Linked DNA regions of Mus musculus: region 2 is linked to region 1. Evidence: chromatin contacts called from public HiChIP or PLAC-seq data. All regions are on one chromosome and are shown on one strand. Each heading gives the region's core, a stretch centred on a gene start, on an enhancer-like site or on the middle of the called end of the contact. The rest is flanking DNA. Distances are from core to core; before and after follow the strand shown.

Region 1 (4,039 bases), core at 946-3,445:
GCACTGGCTGCTCTATAGCACCTAGTTTCAAACTCGACATGGTGGCTCACAACCTTCTGTGACTCCAGTTCTAGGAGACCCAGTGCTCTTTTCTAGACTCTGTGGGCAACAGACATACATGTGGCACACAGACAGAAATACAGGCAAAACATTAATATACATAAATATCTTAAGTCACACATGCACACACACACACACACACACACATGGTTTCTCATAGGAGGAATAAGATAGTAACAAAAAGTGTTCAGCAAAAATGTGTGAGCATGGTGGACATGTATGTGCATTGTGCATACTCATGCTTTCAAGGTGTTTGGAAGAGGATGTTGGGTGTCCTGTTTTATTACTATGCCATATTCCTTTAAACTTGCAGGCCCCTCACTGAGATCTGTCTGCTGGCTCCAAAGTACTGGGATTAAAGGCATGTTCCACCATACCTGGCTTCATTCTTTGAGACACTGTCAGTCACTGAACTTGGAGCTCAAATAGGGACCAGCAAGCTCCAGTAAGCCCTCTACCTCTGCCCCACACAACGAGGGAGTTATCTCTTGACCATGCTCAGCTTTTTATGCAGGTGCTGGGAATTTGAACTCACATCCTCACGTGCAGTTAGAGCTCTTACCTCTCCCTAGCCATCTCCCTAGCCAGGAAAGTCCTTGTCAAGGTCTGAACAGCAGGAGAGCTGTTTCAGGTTTCCTCCCTACATTAATATCAGGAGCCCCTAGAGGGCAGAAGCTCCCCACTCGCTGGAAAGAGGTGCTAAAGTCTTCGGTAGCATCCTCCGAATGCAGGACATTTAGGAAAACAGAATTCCGGCTAAAGGGACACTCTGAAGAGAATGCAGTTAGGCTTACGAGAGCAGTAGAGCACAGAACGTGAAGCGTGTGAAGTGTATGCAGTTTCCAGACAGACGGTCTCTCAAGGCAGAGGTCAGTGGAAGGTGCATTACCAAGCTAGGAAGAATCCTTCATAAGGGGGGTGACTAAGAATTTAGAGTTGAGTGAGAGATTTATTAGTGCAGTGAACACCATGTACAGCACACAGCACAATGGAAGAGCTGCAGATACTGGTGCAAAGGGCAAGCAAACTTCAGCCTCCTCCATCATTCATCTCAGAGTAAGGAATAGACAGAGTGAGCTTGGGCAAGGCAGGCAGGCACAAAGAGGAACAAGAAACCCAGTAACCCGACTGAGTATAGCAGCCTTTTTCAAACTCCTGAGCACAATGTCCTGGAGCTGGAACACCCAACTTTTTCTTACGGTCCTCAAGCTATATCCTTCTATCCCAACCCCACAGGAGGCACACGACTCAACCAGTGAGACCAACAGCAGGCTAGCCTGAAGTGGAACTCCCAGAGAGAAGCTAGAGTATGGTGAAGGGGGGCCCTCTGACCTCTCCAATCACACTCCCACCTACGCTTTTAAAATAATCACACCACTCTTTCTCCTTGCTCACTCTACTAGCCACCATGGGGGACCCAGCAGCCACCCAGAGAGCCTTGAATGGACCCCAAGTCCTTGGGTGGACTTGACTGAGCCAGTGTAGTCAGCCTGGCTTTGGAGACATCTGATTTATATCCCACTTGGCTGGTGAAGGTTAGAACCCAGATAAACAGGAAGTTTCCTCAGGAAACATGGAAGAGTCACCTTCAAAACACATGTGCCAGCCAGTTAATTCTAGGGTTTCACAAGGAGACCTAAAGGGGCAGGGAACAAATTTCTTCATGGGTCACAGGCATCAACGCTGGACTGCCACAGCCAAAGCTCCTGCAGGGTGATGGAGGGGAGGGTCAGAGCAGGTATCAGACCAGAGCTCATGCTGAAAAGGAAACACATGAAACAGACCTTACCAGCCCCACCCTACCCAAATCCCACAATAGGAACAGCCAAAGAAAGGGCATAAGAAAGGTTTTAAGTTTTCTTGATGTTTTTTCTTTTCTCCTTTCTTAAAAAAAAAAAAAGTAAATAAATTAAATTGCCAACAATGTGGCTGGGCTAGATCAGAGAGACACAGCCAGTCCATCCTATGAAAACAAGACTGGGTAACAGATGGGGTTTGTGACTTGGAAATATAAACAAACAACACCAAAGGAAATCAAGCTAACTGCAATCACAGGGCTGAAGAGGGGCCACCGAGGCAACACAGACACCCTCTTGAGGCAGTGCCGTTCTGGATCAGCAGAGCCAGACAGCAGCTTCCTGCTGAGTGTACGAACACCAGTGCTCTCACGCCCACCCCTTCCTTCCCTTCCTAATTATGAAACGTGTAGGAAAGAGTTCAGCAACATTTCAACAACCCACCCTGTGCACCCTCACAGGGGCCACCCTGCGCACCCATCAAGGCCTGCACCTTCACAGCGGCCTGGACAGGGATGCGCGTGAGGACCAGGCTTTGGCCTCACTGGTTAGAGGGTTTGGGCCACACCCTCAGCCCTTCTGCCAGGTGCTGGCTCCTCAGAGCAGCTCTCAATGCTGCGTGACTTCAGCAAGCCTGCCTGCTGGGACTCCTGCCTGCTGGGACTCCCTGGTTTTGGAAGAGATAGACAATTAGAAATGCCTCACTCTACCCTGATCCTCTAGGGAAAACAAATTTCTTTGTGCTTTCTGAAAATATTTGGGAACCAGGGGATCTTAGTCAGGAAAATACAGAAGTGGGGATTTCTCCACCCTGACTGAAAATTTACAGACATTGTGGGGGAAAGAATATAGCAAAAGGCAGGAATCTGGGTTCTCCGCTGAAAGGCTGAGCTAAGTGCCCCAAAGTCCTTCATGCCAGAAGCAGGGAGTACGTGGCTCAGGTACAAGCCGCGGCATAAGGGCTGTGGGAGAAGTCAGGGCTCAGCTGCTGGAGCAATGGGTTTTCCAACTCTACCTCTTCCTGACAGCCAGTTACGCTCTTATATCTCCTCCACACCATGCGCAAATATCATGACGAGCCCTGGCTCCTGCACCATGTCGTCCCCCATGTGCTGGTTCTCACAGGCCATCACCACTACAGCCTGCTTGCCAGGGATGCGCTTGGCCACGTAGTTCTCATAGTAGCGCCGGTTCATCTGTCTTGTCTCTAGTGTGGCCAGACCCTGGGGCCAGCTGCGTTCATGGGCATTTTCAATCAGCTCGTTGACGATGGAGGCCGGGCAGCCACTTTCCACGAGGGAGCGCTTGATGACAGCCTGGAGCACAGCATCAGGAGTGGAGATCATGCCCCCCCAGCGGGTCACCCTTGCCGGCTGCAGGGAGTTCACCCACCTGTGGAGGGGTTGGGATGGTCACGCCAGCTCCTGCCTTTCTCTGCTTTGGCTTTTTCTCCTCAGAGATGACCTCCACTCTGCAGGCCACCTGACTTTCTTACTAGCATTGGTCCAGAAAACCCAAATTCTCCTCTAGTTGGGCCTGCTGTTCACATCACATCACTCACCATCCTCAATCCCTGAGTCTAGGCTGTTATTCTTTCAAGTCTCAATGCATGCATGGTGCCTACCACACAGCAACTGCCAGACTGTCCTGAAGGAAGAAATGTCTTCTACACTGTGGTCCTCGGGCCTATTCCTCTCCACTCCACACTTACCGTCTGGTCTACCAACTACACAGGCCTCCAAATGGACAGGGTCTTACGTGGTCTTACACTTCCCTTGTTCACTTGCTTGGTCTTGCTGGATTTTACAGACTTTCCTGGATGTACACTCTGCCCTCTCCTCCGCGTGCTAAGCTACCCCCGTTTGCTCCTGAGTACCCCTAAGCTCTCAGTACATGCTAGGTGCATGGTGGTCCCCAGGTAGTTCTGGACAAACTCCATCTTCAGCCAGGACTCCCCGCCATCCACCCCAGTGAACAACAAGCCTGGGTTGGAGTGAGGGTCTCTCTTGCTCTTCTCTCTGGCCCTGCCCCCTACCCCTGACTCCACACCAAGTGACACTCACTCGAGGATCTCATTGTATTCGATTGTCTCCTCCAGGTTCTGAAGGTTGGGGTTGACACTGCGGATGGCTCGCATATACGCCTTCAGCAGCTGAATGTCTCGCTTCTGTGGGGTGGAAAGA
Region 2 (4,039 bases), core at 1,050-3,549, 200 kb before region 1:
TAGGGAACTGGAGCAACAAGGCCCTAGTCCACTCAAGATGCTCGGAAGCTGGGTGTGGCTGTCTCCCAGTACCAGAGAGATGGGGGCAGGAAGGTCATGTGTTCAGTCAGCCTGGGCTATGTGAGGCCCTGCCTCAAAATAACAAAAATAAGTGAAAGATTTTGAGGTAGTGTCTGTGAAGGAACTGGAGAACTTCCTAGATATTTTACCACATTTGGACTCGTCTTCTGCCTCCTCACCCAGCCTTGTTACAGATTGGTGACCTCTTTGTCCCTCTGATTATCACTGACTTATACTGTATAATCTACAGAGAATTTTTCTTGTGTCACCTTCTATGATCATAAGAATTTCAGATGCAGGCAAGGGAGTTGAGGGGGAAAAAAATCTAGATGAAAATGCCCCTTTCCCGGCGGCAGACACTTCACTTTTTGAGACTTGGGGGGGGTCTCATATATCCCAAGCTGATCTCAAATTCCCTGTGTAACCAAAGATGACCTTCCCTTTCTGATCTTGGACCTCCTCTTCCTCCTCCTCTTCCTTCCCCCCAGCCCCTTTCTCATGAACACTAGGTTGGAAGGGATACACCACTGCTCCTGCCAATGAGCAGCTGGGGATCAAACCTAAGGTTTCACACACATACACTCACACATTTACACACACATACATACACACATATGCACACATACACATATACTTCACACACACACACACACACACACACAACAAGCTAGCTACTAAATGAGCTACAGCCCCAGCCCAAAGGCCCCCATTTGTTTAACAAGGACACTGATGCTGTGTGAAAGGAAATGAATGTTATGGACTGTGCCTAGCTGGCCTTCATCAAGACCCCATGGTCAAAATACATGCTCCTTTTTCTCAGGAAGGGGTGACTTCCCTGGCTTGCTCAGAGCTAGGATAGCTTGGCCCCCAAGAAGGCCAGATTTTTTTTTTTTCTTTTTGAGAAAGGGTCTCACTGTTTAGCGCTGGATAGCATGGAACTTGCCATGTAGACCAGGCTGGCTTCAGACTCACAGAGATACAACTGGGTCTGTCTCCCAGGTGCTGGGATTAAAGATATTCACTACAAGGTCCTGCAAGCACACAAACCCTTAACAAGGTCAACTGAATAGATTTTGAATATTGTTTCATAGGAGATTAAGGGGGGAGACTTAAGTGTAGGTCCCATCTCTGTGAGATGCTTCCTGCTGTAATTCACCTTGTAAAAAATAAAGGGCAACCTGGGAAGTGGTGGCTCACGCCTTTAATCCCAGCACTTGGAAGGCAGAGGCAGGTGGATTTCTGAGTTCGAGGCCAGCCTGGTCTACAGAGTGAGTTCCAGGACAGCCAGGGCTACACAGAGAAACCCTGTCTTGAAAAAAACCAAAAAGAAAGAAAGAAAGAAAAGAAAGAAGAAAGAAAGAAAGAAAGAAAGAAAGAAAGAAAGAAAGAAAGAAAGAAAGAAAGAAAGAAAGAAGAAAGAGGGGGGAGGGAGGGAAGAAGAGAGAAAGAAAGAAAGAAAGAAAGAAAGAAAGAAAGAAAGAGAGAGAGAGAGAGAAAGAAAGAAAGAAAAAAGGAAGGAAGGAAGGAAGGAAGAAAGAAAGAAAGAAAGAAAGAAAGAAAGAAAGAAAGAAAGAAAAAGGGCTAGAGGATCCTCTCCTAACACGTCAAACCCCAAGGGTCTTGGGTGGAGAGGGACCTGGCACTCCATCTCTTAAACATGTCATTTATGGGCCAAGAGCAACGTGGCAAAGGTCGATTTATCGGTGGCCAACAGAGACATATGTGGGGCTGAATAATAATTACCAATCTCCTAGCAATGCCTTCTGCTGCCACGCTACTCAATGGTAGCAATAAACACAAATATACACAAATATACCTTGTTCCTCTGAGCTTCCTCCTCTCCCCTCTCCCAAAAAAATCTCCTCCCAAGAGTTGTGTTACCAGGTTTTTTTCCCCCTTTAGAGCTTTTATAACACGTTCTTTTTAAAACAACAACAAAAATAAATGCAAACTCATTCTCTTTCCTTTCCTTCATCTTCTCTATTCTTTTGCTTTGTGGGGCTCCCTGGGGTGCGAGCGGATCTTAGTACCTCAGTATAATGACAGAGAAAGAAAAAGATCAGTAAAACCAGACAATGGCTGGAGGTAAAAACAACACAAGAAGGGACCAACCAGTGCTGCCCTTTCTGTTGCTTCAGCCGCCAGTTTCCCTCCAACCAAAGCGGCGTGCTTGCAAGCAAAAAGTCCCCTTGTCTGATAAACAGCCATGACACCACCCGCCTGCCTCACAGAAAGGTTAAACCACAGTCTGAGCCCCAGACTCTGAGATCCTGGGGAGGGGCCTGTGCGCTTAGCAGGAAAGATCCCCTGCTAAGTCCTCGCGTCTTCACTTCCTTTGAGAAGCAGCAAGAGCACCTAGAATCCCACTACCAGCCTAAAGCTGCATGCCACGGGGTCTCTTCCCTTAGCTGTACGATGTCCACGGCCACGGGGTCTCTTCCCTTAGCTGCACGGCGTTCACGGCTTCCTCAGATTTTAGCTAACCTTTTCTTTGATGTATGTGGAGTTGGGGAAGGGAAGACAATTAAAAAAAAAAAAAAATCAAGCTATCAACGTTCTTTCCTCTGCATGCACAATACAGTTGCTCCTCCTGCGTGACTCTTCAGCGGCAGGTACAGGGAGGGGGAAGTCACTCTCATGCTGCTTCTTCTCTGCCCTCCACAGTCTCCTCCCCCACCGTGGGCAAACCCTACAAGTGCAACTACTGTGGCCGGAGCTACAAACAGCAAAGTACCCTGGAGGAGCACAAGGAGAGGTGCCACAACTACCTACAGAGTCTCAGCACTGATGCCCAAGCTCTGACTGGCCAGCCAGGTGGGGCTGTGGGTCGTACCATAGGGGAGCTGAGGGTAGGGCCAGGAGTTCAGGCAAGGGTGATTCTAGCACCTCTTTCCACAGGGATGAGGCTGCCCTTAGCGAACCATCCAAGCATTCGTTCCTAAGCACCCCATGAGTGGCCAGCACAGCTCTGGGACAGGTCAATAGGGGGATCCAGACATAGAGGAAGGTCTACAGGGGGAAGGGAGCATAGAGAAAGTTTGGATCTATAATCTCAGGGTAGCGGGAGAGAAGGCACAAAGAATCGAAGATCAAGGGCTGGACATGTACGATGATTCTTGGCAAATGGTCTAAAGTGTTCCTGGAATGAACTTAAAGTAAAGACCCAATGGTGGTACATTCCTTTAATCCTGGCACTTAGAAGGCAGAGACAGGTGGATCTCTGTGAGTTCAAGGTCAGCCTGATCTATCTACACAGTGAGTTCAAAGCCAACCAGGGCTACATAGTGGGATCCTGTCTCAAAAATATAAAATGAAAAAAGAAAAAAGAAAAGAAAGACAGGAAGAGAGGGAGCTAGAGGAGGAAGAGAAAGGGAGAGAGAGAGAGAGAGAGAGAGAGAGAGAGAGAGAGAGAGAGAGCCCAGTTTTGCAGGTGTAACCTTTCTTGACTACTGACTGGCCGGTTTTCTCCAGGCAAAGGCTGCTGGGCCAATGCCACCCTCACTCAGTAGCTCCCACCTGCCCCTCCCCTCCAGGTGATGAAATCCGTGACCTGGAGATGGTGCCTGACTCAATGCTGCACCCATCGACTGAACGGCCAACTTTCATTGATCGTTTGGCCAACAGCCTCACCAAACGCAAGCGTTCCACCCCACAGAAGTTTGTAGGTAAGAGTTCCCGTTCGAAAGGAGATAGCCGCTCCGAGCCACAGCTCAAATACATCACAGTTTCGACTGCCATTAGACCAGCGAGACCTGGGTCTGGAGATTTGATTTAGGGGGGAAAATGAGCCAAGTGGTCTCTGTGGTGCTCAGAGGGTTCCACTCGGAAGGGAGTGGATGGAAGGGAGTGCTTCAAGAGAGTTGGGGGATGATAGCACAGTCTGTAAAGGGCAATGAGAACCAGAGACTTCATCCCCCAGGACCTACCTAAGAATGCCAGGCATAATGGCTTGTGCTTGTAACCCTAGCACTGGGGAGGC

The links. HiChIP or PLAC-seq counts read pairs in DNA pulled down with a chosen protein or histone mark.
Region 2: an H3K27ac HiChIP or PLAC-seq map of regulatory T cells shows a contact between it and region 1, with 5 times the contacts expected there. The contact joins two enhancer-like sites. A contact is called at or near these places in 2 of 115 datasets of contacts at active chromatin or transcription factors (embryonic stem cells and regulatory T cells) and 2 of 9 other capture datasets (liver and pancreatic islet).

Annotation. Positions count from the first base shown.
Region 1 is chr10:128,437,292-128,441,330 of GRCm38.p6, reverse strand. Rnf41 (ring finger protein 41) reads right to left here. Exons shown (of 7, transcript NM_001164237.1): 6 at 3,920-4,023; 7 at 1-3,248. The coding sequence ends at 2,897. Among named protein-coding and RNA genes, the nearest start is that of n-TScga2, 19 kb to the left of the region's middle. Within about 2 kb of position 2,195, at least 47 of the 459 cell types and tissues checked have an H3K27ac peak or open chromatin away from gene starts, as enhancers often do. A contact at or near this core is called in regulatory T cells, where this site is marked.
Region 2 is chr10:128,635,476-128,639,514 of GRCm38.p6, reverse strand. It overlaps Ikzf4 (IKAROS family zinc finger 4), which reads left to right. Exons shown (of 8, transcript NM_011772.3): 6 at 2,725-2,874; 7 at 3,594-3,725. Among named protein-coding and RNA genes, the nearest start is that of Gm26876, 8.4 kb to the left of the region's middle. Within about 2 kb of position 2,299, at least 76 of the 459 cell types and tissues checked have an H3K27ac peak or open chromatin away from gene starts, as enhancers often do. A contact at or near this core is called in regulatory T cells, where this site is marked.